Regions from separate parts of the Mus musculus genome. Here regions 1, 2 and 4 are each linked to region 3. Evidence: chromatin contacts called from public Hi-C and HiChIP or PLAC-seq data. All regions are on one chromosome and are shown on one strand. The core of a region is the stretch at or near the end of the contact, and the rest is flanking DNA. Distances in the headings are between cores, read along the strand shown. Region 1 overlaps Gm50595. Region 2 overlaps Gm39857 (a long non-coding RNA gene). Region 3 holds the start of Hoxd9 (homeobox D9). Region 4 overlaps Gm50595.

Evidence for each region. Hi-C and Micro-C count contacts between places; a contact is called where the count stands out from the background. HiChIP or PLAC-seq counts read pairs in DNA pulled down with a chosen protein or histone mark.
Region 1: a Hi-C map of uterus shows a contact between it and region 3, with 5 times the contacts expected there. The contact joins the enhancer-like site here to the promoter of Hoxd9 in region 3. A contact is called at or near these places in 2 of 39 promoter capture datasets (3T3-L1-derived adipocytes and hematopoietic stem and progenitor cells), 3 of 484 Hi-C or Micro-C datasets (all in uterus) and 3 of 115 datasets of contacts at active chromatin or transcription factors (embryonic forebrain, embryonic limb bud and neural tube).
Region 2: an H3K4me3 HiChIP or PLAC-seq map of embryonic limb bud shows a contact between it and region 3, with 4 times the contacts expected there. The contact joins the enhancer-like site here to the promoter of Hoxd9 in region 3. A contact is called at or near these places in 1 of 39 promoter capture datasets (the C10 cell line), 2 of 484 Hi-C or Micro-C datasets (both in uterus), 7 of 115 datasets of contacts at active chromatin or transcription factors (craniofacial prominence, embryonic forebrain, embryonic hindbrain and 4 more) and 3 of 9 other capture datasets (embryonic stem cells, liver and macrophages).
Region 4: a contact with region 3 is called in an H3K27ac HiChIP or PLAC-seq map of T-cell acute lymphoblastic leukemia, with 6 times the contacts expected there. The contact joins the enhancer-like site here to the promoter of Hoxd9 in region 3. A contact is called at or near these places in 8 of 39 promoter capture datasets (the 3T3-L1 cell line, 3T3-L1-derived adipocytes, the C10 cell line and 5 more), 5 of 484 Hi-C or Micro-C datasets (cerebellum, cerebral cortex, embryonic stem cells and 2 more), 9 of 115 datasets of contacts at active chromatin or transcription factors (T-cell acute lymphoblastic leukemia, craniofacial prominence, embryonic forebrain and 6 more) and 2 of 9 other capture datasets (adipose tissue and embryonic stem cells).

Annotation. Positions count from the first base shown.
Region 1 is chr2:75,513,066-75,515,965 of GRCm38.p6, forward strand. All of the region lies in intron 2 of Gm50595, which reads right to left. Gm39854 (a long non-coding RNA gene) reads left to right here. Exons shown (of 3, transcript XR_866456.1): 3 at 1,798-1,962. Among named protein-coding and RNA genes, the nearest start is that of Gm39854, 5.6 kb to the left of the region's middle. Within about 2 kb of position 1,301, at least 4 of the 459 cell types and tissues checked have an H3K27ac peak or open chromatin away from gene starts, as enhancers often do. A contact at or near this core is called in uterus, where this site is marked.
Region 2 is chr2:75,350,006-75,353,037 of GRCm38.p6, forward strand. The region is part of intron 3 of Gm39857 (a long non-coding RNA gene); the gene reads right to left. Among named protein-coding and RNA genes, the nearest start is that of Gm32927, 8.6 kb to the right of the region's middle. Within about 2 kb of position 1,771, at least 5 of the 459 cell types and tissues checked have an H3K27ac peak or open chromatin away from gene starts, as enhancers often do. A contact at or near this core is called in embryonic limb bud, where this site is marked.
Region 3 is chr2:74,696,140-74,699,024 of GRCm38.p6, forward strand. It overlaps Hoxd9 (homeobox D9), which reads left to right and starts at 1,624. Exons shown (of 2, transcript NM_013555.4): 1 at 1,624-2,694. The coding sequence starts at 1,917.
Region 4 is chr2:75,469,296-75,472,234 of GRCm38.p6, forward strand. It overlaps Gm50595, which reads right to left. Exons shown (of 7, transcript XM_017319380.1): 4 at 1,118-1,329. Among named protein-coding and RNA genes, the nearest start is that of 9430019J16Rik, 27 kb to the left of the region's middle. Within about 2 kb of position 1,251, at least 96 of the 459 cell types and tissues checked have an H3K27ac peak or open chromatin away from gene starts, as enhancers often do. A contact at or near this core is called in T-cell acute lymphoblastic leukemia, adipose tissue, cerebellum and 6 more, where this site is marked.

The DNA of each region.
Region 1 (2,900 bases), core at 51-2,550, 820 kb after region 3:
CCAGGCCGCTGACACTTTTATTTGCTGGCATTAACAATGTTGTAGCAGCTGGGTCCTGCCAAAGTGGCTGCTTCCAATACTTAGGCAAGGACTCCTTTAAGAGGAGAGCCAAGGGATGCTTCTCTGGGGTGAGCCCTCAGCTTGGTCTGCTCACATCAGAATGGCAATGGGTGCTGCATGGTCTCAAAACTAAAGCAAGAGTAGAGAATTGGCAAATGCCACACATGCACACACGCACATGTATACACACACACACACACACACACACACACACACACACACACGCAAACCTTGTCATGCTCTTTATTGTTACTAGTTTCCCCTTCTAACAAGAATAAAGACATTTTGCAGTCTAAAAAACACAAGACTAGGGAATATATCTTGCTGGTAACGTGCTTTCCTGGCACTCCATCCATCTTCACCACCAAAAATAATGGTGTCGGTGGCCCACACCGGTAATCTCAACACTTGGGACGCAGAAGCAAGAAGATCAGTAATCCTTAGCTAAATAGAGAGGTTGGGGCTAGCCTTAGCTACAAGAGAGCCTGTCCGAAAGAGGTAAACCCACAGTTGCAGCTTAGCAACGGTGCCATATTCAAGGAGCAGTGAGCATCTACAACAGCTGAGGGTGGCCATGGTCACTGGCCCAGCACCTAAAGACAGGCACAGAATCTAGTTCTAAAAGCATCTCAGAACAGAGGCACTTGAGTGACTATGGAAGAGAGAGAACTTGACAGTTCCAGCTGCCGTAGCGGAAGGAGACAGAGATGCAGCGAGCACAAAGGAACGGAGAGTGCTGGACTCTGCAGTGTGGGAAGATGCTGGTGGCAGGACAGACAAAGGGACCTGTGCAACAGATGTCTCCACTCACCTGCTGTGGTGGAACCCTAGGGTCTGCACACATACCTCCTCTGTAATCTCTGCTAGTTGCAACAGACTGTTTTACACACTTACCTGGAACTCTGTGGTTGAGGTGTTGCTAGGTGTCCTGAGCTATTATTTTCACAAGTTTCCCTATTGTATGAGTGAGAAAACAGGCAGAGAAGCTAATGAGTCAGTAAATAACAAGAGTGGGGTTTGAACTCCTTGCTCCTGGGCATCCAGCTTCTCTACTGCTTGGTGACTGTGACACTAAACTAACAGCCTGTGACAACTCAGTGAGAAGGGAAACTGGAGACAAAAGTAATGTGTTGCGGAAGATAAAAATACTTAAGGGAAGGATGCCGGGTTAGCCTTCCCCAGATCTTACCAAAATAGATGCTGCTGGCTTCGGATGGTGTATGACCTCTTTGTGCATCGCTGATTGAATGCATGCCTTGGGAAACTCCTCCTAAAAGGAGGCAGGCACCGCATTCCACACAAAGAGAACTGTGCACAAAGCAGGTCTGGCTCCTGTTCCCAATGAGCTCACAGCCAAAGGGAAAAGAAAGCCAGAAGGGCAATGGCGATACAAAGTCACCTTCCCAAGTTAATAAAGCATGGTGGGATTAGAAGTGCATAGACTCAGAAGACCACACCACGCTTCCTGGGAGGGGAAAGAAAAACCCAAATTAAACCGAGTCCTGATAACTGAATTTGAGTTAGCCAGGAGAAAAAGGCCAAAAAGAATTCCAGGCAAAGGAATAGCACAGACTGAGCAAGCAAGACAGGCCATGATTGCATTTGAGAGAGAGATGGGAAAATGTATTTGTGTGGGTAGGCTGAAGCTGGGTCCTACCTACCATCTACAGCACTCACGCTTTATTATGAAGTTCATGAAAGCGAGAGATGAGACTTGCTTTTTTTTTTTTTTTAAAGAATGTGTTGAGGTCCTACTATGTGCTACGCATTGTTCTGGGTATTTTGCTGACAGACTGAAGAGCCTGGTTTCACATGCAGAAGGGGAGGAAGCTGTTCAACATCAGAAACTGTTCAACATCAAGCATAAAAGGCAAGTTGTCTAGTGTCTTAGAAGAAAAGGTAGCGTCAGGTGAAGTGGACTGGGGCAAGATGACCCTGACCAAGTTCAATGCTAGACAGTGTGTTGGGAGTGACTCTCTTTGTAGACCAAACTGGCCTGGAACTCACAGAGGTCCAACTGCCTCTACCTCCCAAGTGCTGGGATTAAAGGTGTGCACCACCACTGCCCAGCCTGGGAGTGGTCGTCCAGATGATGAGAGCAAGGACTTGAGGGGACTTGACTAAGCATGCCACACCCCTGCAGCAATGGCTGCAAATACATGCTTAGATAATCACTTCACATGTGTGTGAAACCATCTGGATTCCCACAGTCTTGCTTTCCTAACATGGAGTTATAGTCCCATCTTAATTCAAAAACATAAAACCACTACACTTTAAACTCTCCCTCCTAGAGTACAAAAAAAAAAAAGCCAAATCCAGAAACAAACTAAACTTCAGCTTGAACTGCAATGGTTTCAGTGAGCTGCTAATACCGTCCACAGCCACCAGGTGCTTGGACCTCTGGAAGCTTGCCTCGTGCCTTTATCTTATGAGCATCTCTTTTGACGAAGAGCTACTTTAAAATATTTGATTTACACCTAATTTTTCTGCATCTGTTCCCAAAGAGTTACTTTTCACTGGGAAACAAAAGTAAAGATATTTGGTCAATTCTATTTCTTTCTTCCTTTTTATTTTGCCTCCCCCCCCCCCAACCCCCTTCTGGGTTTACAATCAGCAGAAACAGCTGCACGAATTGCCTGTTCCCTTCCCAAACTAACAGGGCTCTAACATACAAAACATCTATTCTGCTTCTAAATTTGTTTTTAATTATATTACAAGATGGAGAGAGAAATGCTTTAGCTGTTAACACTGGCTTGGTGGGGCCAGTGGTAGACATAGAGCAGACACAAGGAAATACTTCAAAAAAAAATTTTTTTTTTTTAGTTTGCCATGATTTAATA
Region 2 (3,032 bases), core at 521-3,020, 650 kb after region 3:
TCAGAAGCATTTTAATACTAAATGGTTTGTCTGGAAATATGTTATCTGTCAGATAATATGGGTAAGGGTAACCTCAACCCCCTTCTAGCTTATGAAAAAGTCCCTAAGTCACTGTGTGAAGGGTGTGTGTGGGGTGGATATTATTCATCAGAAACAGCAATAGTAATTTTTTCCCTATGGTCCAAGTTGGCTACAGAAGAGCCCAAATAAGTTTGGGTTAATTGGTAGGTTTGGGTTTTGGTTTGGTTTGGTTTGGCTTTGTTGTTGTTGTTATTAATTGGTTTTTGGTTTTTGTTTGGTTTGGTTTGGTTTTGTCTGTTCTTCAAAAGCAATTCATTTCGGAGCTCTTAGAGTATAAAAAAAATGGTGTAAAAGTAATGAGAAGGTAACTGTAGATTAAAATGAAACCATGGTGTGGTATATTTGATTCAGCTAGCAAAGGTAATGAGCAGCAATGTGAACTACTATGCTTTGCTGAACCCTGCCTCCGACAATCTGCCATTCCAAATATTTACCAGTGTTCCATTGCTTCACCACATCCATAATACTGAGAATCAAGAGGCAAAGTTAAGCTAAATTAAAAAACAAAACAAAACAAGAAAAACTAAGCTCAACCTCAGAGAGCTATCTCACTCTACTTTCATACTAAGATGACTCCAGTGATTCAATGTCAACTTGAACCTCTCCTTTGGGCACTAGAGGTAAAGTCAGGAAGTATCCCTGGGACAGAGCAAGGACATGCAGGCTCTGTCACCATCACCAGAAAGATAGCTAAGCCTCCGCTTTCTCAGGAATGTCATAAAACAAGGCATGTAAAGACCAATTTGGAAGCCTCCTAGACCCATTGAAGTCACTGTGGCTTTTTTTGAACTTCCTGGCTAACTTTCTATGGTCCACAGCCCCCGACAGGATACAAAAAACCTGTGTGACTCAAAAGTTGGGTGGGAGGGGGATGTGGTACCAGGAGGGAGGCATTTAATTCAGTGGCAGCCCAACCAGAACACCTGAGCTCACCCTCTGGTTAAGGAGAGCAGAACATGAGCTGTTTTAATGACCCCAGATAGCCAGGGCCTCTGTTTTATGTCTTATGGAAATTACTGGGAAGCCAGGAAGCGTGTGGTGAAAGCATCTGTTGGGCCATGTGCACGTTAGCCACTGGTGTGCTGCTCCTTCACATTTAGCTGCAACAGGGGCCAGGCCAGCCCAAATGTATTTCTTTGAAGCATTATGTACAAAGGCCACTTCTTGGAAATTCTGAGTTGCTCTAGAAGGATGCTGGGTACTTACTTGCCAAGCCTTTGAAGCACCGGCTAATGAGACTGAGAGAAACCCACTGGCCAGGCCCTGGTGTAAGTGGACATTTCCCAGGGAGAAATTTTATGCAGAGAAAACGCTCACATGGAGTCTTCTATCATAGAGATATGTGGTTTCCTAGACATCTGTGGTCACTGGACATTGTTCAGCCAGACCTTAAAATACCTCACCTCTGTCAACAGTCCACCACCAGGATCCATGAGATTGCAGCATGACCCTAGCACCAGGCTGCACACAGCAGTGAGGTTTTGAAAGGGCAATCATGGAGGTTCTTTCCCAGTTGCCTAGATATAATGTGTAACCCATACCAGGCCAGTAGAAGAGATGCCATCAGTTCACGCCCAGGCACATGAGGGAGAATTGATTTTACAACAACAAGCTGCAGGCATCTGCCGTCTTGAGCCGCTAAATTAACCACCTGCAGTTATCAAACCAGAAGGGGGAAACACGGGCAAGAAATGCAGGTGAAAGCTATTTTCATGGATAAGAATGAGTTCTCTGACCCAAGAGGTGTTCAAGCATCGCTTGGTCCAGATGTGACAGAGGGAATTCAGGCATCCAGGTGCTTCAGCTAGACCAATGAGTTTCAATCCTAGTCATTCCCCATGGTCTCCTGAGAATCTTTCAAAGACTACATCTTGCTGTACCTGTGCTCTATGGGGAGAACCACCAGGCTGGGAACAAGACTTAAAGAATTGGTCATTCAGAGATTCTAAGGCGCTCGAGAACTGGTCGTCTTTACAGCGGATGGCATTTGTGATCCCTGTATGTGCAGGAAGTCTGTGATTTCCTACCAAGGTTCCGAGCCTTACCTACCACCTATGTACAGGTAGGAAGTGGCCTGTGTAGACAGCCAGACACTGGGGAATGGTCCACACACACACACACACACACACACACACACACAATATAGTGTTTTGCATATTTGCTGATGTTCCCCCCCCAAAAGCATGCAGAAATGAATCACTATTGAAACAATTTGCTTTCAGTTAGTGCATGGATGCCTTCCCATGATGCCCTGATGCTTTGTTTGTCCTCCTATAAAAATTATTTATGACCCAAGTGTGATCTTTTAAATCAGAATACTTATTCCTGAGATCAAAGCTCCAGCATGCTAATGCAAGTAGAAGCCTCGATAATTTTTCAAAGCCACGTTGAATATTCAAAAGCTGGAGCTGAAGGAAAGGGGTTTAACATTAATTAATATTTGAAGCAGTAAAATAAAAGCAACAGTGAAGCTAATTTTGCAGGACAATTAATCATGAGTCTTGCTAATTACACATGGGATTTTGCAAATGATTTTTTTTTCCGCAGGTAGCAAAGTAAAAATGATAATCCACTACCCATCAAAATCATTGGCTTCTCACCAATGTCCCCAGCAAGAGCAATTAGTGGAAACAGCAGAGCCCTAGTAATTGCATGTCAAGAGAGGAAAGCGGTAGGATTTTAATTGCTCTAAATAAAGACCACTTGCTCATCTGTACACCTGATTGTCCAAAACAGCCCTGTAAGCCAGAGCAAGCATGCCACCGCTTCCAGGTGCCCACATAAAAAGAACTCTGTGGGAGCGCTCTTCTCTCAGCAACCCATGCAGTTTCTGGAGGAAAATATCAATATGCATTCATGCTCTGAACTGCAGTGTCATCACTTGACTATAAGAACCAAAAGAAAAAAAAAAAACACCCACTTGGGAAAATGTGCATATTCTTTATATTTGC
Region 3 (2,885 bases), core at 374-2,873:
CCCCCCCCCCCCAACACAGGCCCTTTTCCTCCCAAAGAACGGTGCATTCAGCGTCTCTGAGCTGCCTCGCCCCATCCAGACAGTCTTTGGGATGCTCGGTACTGATTTTTTTAAACCTCCTCTCCCAGACCCCAAATCCTCTCAAATTCCAAGACAGATCCCTTTAGGGACGTATTTTTCTGAGGCTAGCAGAGAGAGAGAGAGAGAGAGAGAGAGAGAGAGAGAGAGAGAGAGAAGTGTCTGATTCCATTCTAGCTTGAGAGGACTGGAATAAATTTGCCCCTGACTTACCTTGGATGGGCAAAAGAAGTAGAGTGATTTTAACCTCTGCGTTTCTCCCAGCGATGTGGGGAGCGCCATTAGTTGCTGATGGGGGGAAACCTGTGCTACAGGAAAGGGCAGGCCCCCTGAAACAAAATCAGAAAGCCATTCGCCAAGGCAATCAATCAGGTCCTAAGTAGCCATTTACCCCCTTTCTTGGCGGGGCTAGAGGTGGGTTGGGAGCCCTCCAAGGGTGCTCTGGGCAACTTGTAGAGCGAGGAATATGTCCTCTCAGCCGCCGCTGGCGTGCGGCTTTTGTCTCGGCTCCCAGGCAGGCTTTGTACCATGGATTTGGGAGTGACAATGGGCATTTCTCTCAGATTCAAGGCTGCCCGGCCTTACCTCTCAAGGGGAAAACTGGAAAGGGGGTGGATCAAGGACCTGTTCTTTCGTCTGGATTTTGAAGACATCTTCAGAATCCGTTTGCAGGCACGTGTGAAAGGCACGCAGCGAACCTACCCTCGGAGATGCGGTTCCTGCAGGCCTCTCTGAGGCTGGGCTAATTCCGGCTAGTGAGAACCGGTCTCACTGGCCTTTAGGTTTTCCCCTCTGTGGCATGTTTTCTTGCAGGGCCATTCCAGAAGGCTGGGGAAAGATGAGGCACCATGGCCATCACTGTCGGCTCCTTGGGACTCCAGTGCTCACCACCCATGCGAGGGCAGAGAGACAGCCCTTGGAGGCCGCCCCTTGGAAGCCATGCTGAGCTGGACCAGGCCCGAGAGTCCAGTTGACCCAGCTCACCCCCTGGGCCTCGGGGCGTGTGCCTAGCTTTTTGTCGAGGGTTTACATGTGGCTGCCCCGGGAGTGTGAGCGCGGTAGAGGGAGGGGCACTCCGAGCTGCTCCATCCGTCCGTTTTATTAGGGACACATTAATCTATAATCAAATACACCTCATAAAATTTTTATTGAAAGGCATAATATCATTACAGAGGTCTTCCACCTGTTTTAAACAACACGCCAAGCTGTGTGAGTGTGTGTGTGTGTGTGTGTGTGTGTGTGTGTGTGTGTGTGTGTAGGGATGGGTTTAGGTAAGAAAAGAGGCGAGGGGAGAACGACTCCCTTTGGGCGACAGGGGTCCGCCCTTAAAGGCCAGCCTGCCTGGGGCAGCCCGGGCCCAGGAGCCTCCAACTGCTCCGGGGCTTTGGATAATCGCCTAGGTGTGACTTAGAAGCCCGGCCCAGGGCTCAGAGCCCAGGAGTCGGAGAGCCAGAGTCCGGGTGGAGATCGCAGGACCCAGAGAGGCAAGAAGAGATGAACAAATAGTCCCCAGCGCCTCCTGCGGCCGCAGTTAGGCCTGTGGCCGCCGCCGCCACCAGGGCGGGCTGAGCCGGGCCAGGCCGGGCTGGTGCGTGGACCTGGGCCCGGCAGCTCTAATTGCAACGCTCCTGTTGATGATGATTTTTTTTTTTTTAAATCACAGCAGCCCCCAGTTTAGCGGACTGATTTACTCCGGGTATTGGTAAATATGATCACGTGGGCCGCGCGACCAATGGTGGTGGCTGCAGCCTGCGAACTAGTCGGCGGCTCGGGCGCCGGCGAGGAGCCGCTCGGCGGTGGGCAGTGGAACCTTGGGTGGGAGCGAGCGGCGCCTCACCATGTCGTCCAGTGGCACCCTCAGCAACTACTACGTGGACTCGCTCATAGGCCATGAGGGCGACGAGGTGTTCGCCGCGCGCTTTGGGCCACCGGGGCCGGGGACACAGGGCCGGCCCGCAGGTGTGGCCGATGGCCCAGCCGCCGCCACCGCCGAGTTCGCCTCGTGTAGTTTTGCCCCCAAATCGTCCGTGTTCTCCGCCTCGTGGTCCGCGGTGGCCGCCCAGCCCCCGGCGGCGGCGACGATGAGCGGCCTGTACCACCCGTACGTGTCCCCGCCGCCCCTGGCTGCCGCCGAGCCGGGACGCTACGTACGCTCCTGGATGGAGCCGCTGCCCGGCTTCCCCGGCGGCGCAGGCGGTGGCGGTGGCAGTGGTGGCGGCGGTGGCGGAGGCCCGGGTCCCGTTCCCAGCCCCGGTGGCCCAGCCAACGGGCGCCACTACGGGATTAAGCCTGAAACCGGAGCGGCCCCGGCCCCCGCTGCAGCCTCCACCTCCTCCTCCTCCTCCACCTCCTCGTCCTCCTCCTCCAAAAGGACTGAGTGCTCCGCGGCCCGCGAGTCCCAGGGGAGCGGCGGCCCAGAATTCCCGTGCAACTCGTTCCTGCGGGACAAGGCAGCGGCGGCGACAGGGAACGGGCCCGGGGTGGGAATCGGGACCGGGCCAGGGGCGGTAGGCTCGTCCGAGCCCTCAGCTTGCAGCGATCACCCGAGCCCGGGCTGCTCGCTGAAGGAGGAGGAGAAGCAGCCGCCGCAGCCGCCGCAGCAGCAACTTGACCCAAGTAAGTGCAAAAGAAATTGCCCCCTGATTTATTGCTGAAACCTGTAAGGCTCGAATGTGCAAAACTGATAGTTTTACTAACCTATAAAAACGTCTAGACGCCTACCCAAGCCTAGGCGAGCAACACGTATCCATAAAAAGCTTCCCATAACCACCTACCTTGGGCGCGCGGTTTGTACGGTAAACAGAGCG
Region 4 (2,939 bases), core at 1-2,500, 770 kb after region 3:
GTTGTAAATAACAGGTCCCGGCTTGTGCTGTGATGTTTGCCCTAGTACTACACATAACCAGCCTTCTAAACTTTCACAGTTTCCATGTATCTGTTGTTGTTGTTGTTCCTTCCTCTTTTCCTCCTCTTCTTCCGTTTTACTTACACCGTTTAATACCAGCTCTAATAAGAGGCAAACTACCATGCCCTACTTTTTCATTGGCAAATTTATTGAACAAATTTCTATTCTCTCATCCCTGTCACTTAGGAAATGTTTGCTTAAACTGGACCAAGGGCTGCTGGTATAGAAACCCACTTACTCTTCCCATTGGCCAACACTGACCAGTGAAATAATATTAAGCTCCTGTTAATCTTCCCAGTCATTCAGAAAAGACAAAACTCCGAAAACACAGTACTCTTAGCTGTGTTAAGAAAAACAACTTGGGGCTGGTGAGATGGCTCAGTGGGTAAGGGCACCCGACTGCTCTTCCGAAGGTCCGAAGTTCAAATCCCAGCAATCACATGGTGGCTCACAACCACCCGTAATGAGATCTGATGCCCTCTTCTGGTGTATCTGAAGACAACTACAGTGTACTTACATATAATAAATAAATCTTTAAAATAAAAAAGAAAAGAAAAACAGCTTAAATAGAAGAGGAAAAAAATGTCACCCAAGTTGGATATTCTAGTTCTCAGTTATGAAAGCTGTATATCTCCCACTGCAAGAAGTCTCACGTCTGAAGGGAAATGGAGGAGGCATCTGCTGTGTGGCCATGTGCTCTTTCACCCAGTGGCATTTCCCGGCATCCCCAGCCACCAGGGAGTTTCAAGGTAGCTCTAGTTTTCCCGAGCTAATCAACTAAAAGCAGCTAACTACCCAACAGGCTTTGCGGTGCAGGCTGAGGCTGGCTCTTCTCAAGGAGGACAGGCAGGCTGTAGCCTTTAAAAATGGATTTCAGTGAGAACTAAGGACAGTGATTTTCTTCTGGAATGGTCGGGCTCTTATTCCAGTACAGTTCTCAGTTAGCCATTTTTCTTGAACAAGAACCTGGAAAATCTGTCATTCTATAGCTCACAAAGACACCCGTAATCTGCTATCAGCATACAGTTTGATAAAAGAGCCATTTCCCCTTTCTCACAATCTTCTACTGGCAGGAACAAGAGCCCAGTGCGATCCAACGCCGAGCACATGGCATTTCTGGCTGTGATACAAAGGACTCCAACATCCTTCTGCATATTTGATGACCCTGGGGACCCTGCAGTGTAGCGCTGCTGTGGGAACATCTGAGGCCGCCAGCGGGCACAGCTGTCTTTGTCTTCCCACGCTGCTCAGAGCTGTGGTTGTGGGGAGCTGCAGAAACGGAAACGGGGTGCTGGTTGAGAAAAATCATAAGGCTCACCAGGGCCCACATTCCCCCACGAAATCAGTCTATCTGGTTCTGAGTTGCTGATTTCTGTTCACACCCCCACCCCGTATGTTGCCTATTGTGCCCCCGCATCTCTTCACCTCACTGAAGGCTGTGTCCCATAAAGAAAACCGGTCTCTCAGGGGAAGCACTGTGGCTTCTGGTGTGGGACTCTGCCCTAGAAGTGGTGGGGTTAGAGTGCTGCGGTTTCCTGGGATGTGATGAAAACAGGGTCCACACAGTGTTTACATGTCGTTCAGGAAGGGACCGGGGGCTTCTGAGAAGGAAAAGGCTTCGGACTGGCAGTGGTAATGTTCACCTTTAATCCCAGCACTCAGCAGACAGAGGCGGATGGATCTCTGTGAGTTTTGAGGCCAGCCAGATCTACATAGCAAATTCCAGGCCATTTAAACCTATATAGTGTGGCCCTGCCTCCTCCCTCCAAAAAGTAAAAAAAAAGAAAGGAGGAAGGGAGAGAGGGAGGGAGGGAGGGAGGGAGGGAGGGAGGGAGGGAGGGAGGGAGGGAGGGAGGGAGGGAGGGAGGGAGGGAGGGGAAGAAAATGAGAGAAGAAACCTGTTCATGTCTTGAAATAAGACATGTTTATCTGAGCAATGCTGAGTGCCCCCCTCACTGTAGTCTCCTACTTGATGCACTATTATAAGCTTGCCTTCAAACTACACGAGACAATTATTCTTAACTCTCTCTAAATACCAAAATAATCATGCACAAATCTTTTAAAAATGCAAAGGCAGCAGTGTGTGATAGCATGGGCTGGAATCCCAGCACACAGGAAGCTGATGCACGAAGAACACAAGTTCAAGGCCAGCTTCAGCTATAGAGCCAGACCATGCCTCAGACAGAAAAAAAAGAGAGAGATCGAGAGAGAGAGAATTTGCTGCTCAAATGCCAGCCCAAAAGGACTAGTTCAGAATCTTCAGCATTAGGGATCAGCAATTCTTACGCTGAAAGTCCCAGTGCCCAGCTGAGGTGGGAGTCCCTGGTTGGCAGCCACTGAGCGGGTGATTCACAAATGCCCAGTGGCTCCAGCAGCAAAGATTTTGAGAATTCCTCTCCCTGGACATGGTAGGACTCTGATTTCCTGAAGCATTTGCCCTTGTGAACATGTCTGACAATTGGTCTAAAGGCAGCCTGCTCAGTCCCACTAAGAGGACTTCCCATTTCTAGAGAGATCTTTTACCATTTTAAGAATAGGTGTATAGAGAGGAATTCGAGGGAGGAAAAAGAAAGGGGAAGTGAATTAATTATATTTTAATCTCTAAAATGGTTTTAAAAGAATAAGTAAATAACCAGGCAATGATGACATTCACCTTCATACCCAGGACTCAGGAGGCAGAAACAAGTGAATCTCTGAGTTCAAGGCCAGCCTGATCTACGGAGTGAGTTCCAGGACAGCCAGAGCTACTGAGAGAAACTCTTGTCTCAAAACAAACAAGCAAACAACAAAAATAGGTATATAAGAAAAGCAAGACGGGCCTTTGGGCCTCCATCATTTAAGTTGAATTGCACCAATGGTCAAAACATGACAATACAAAG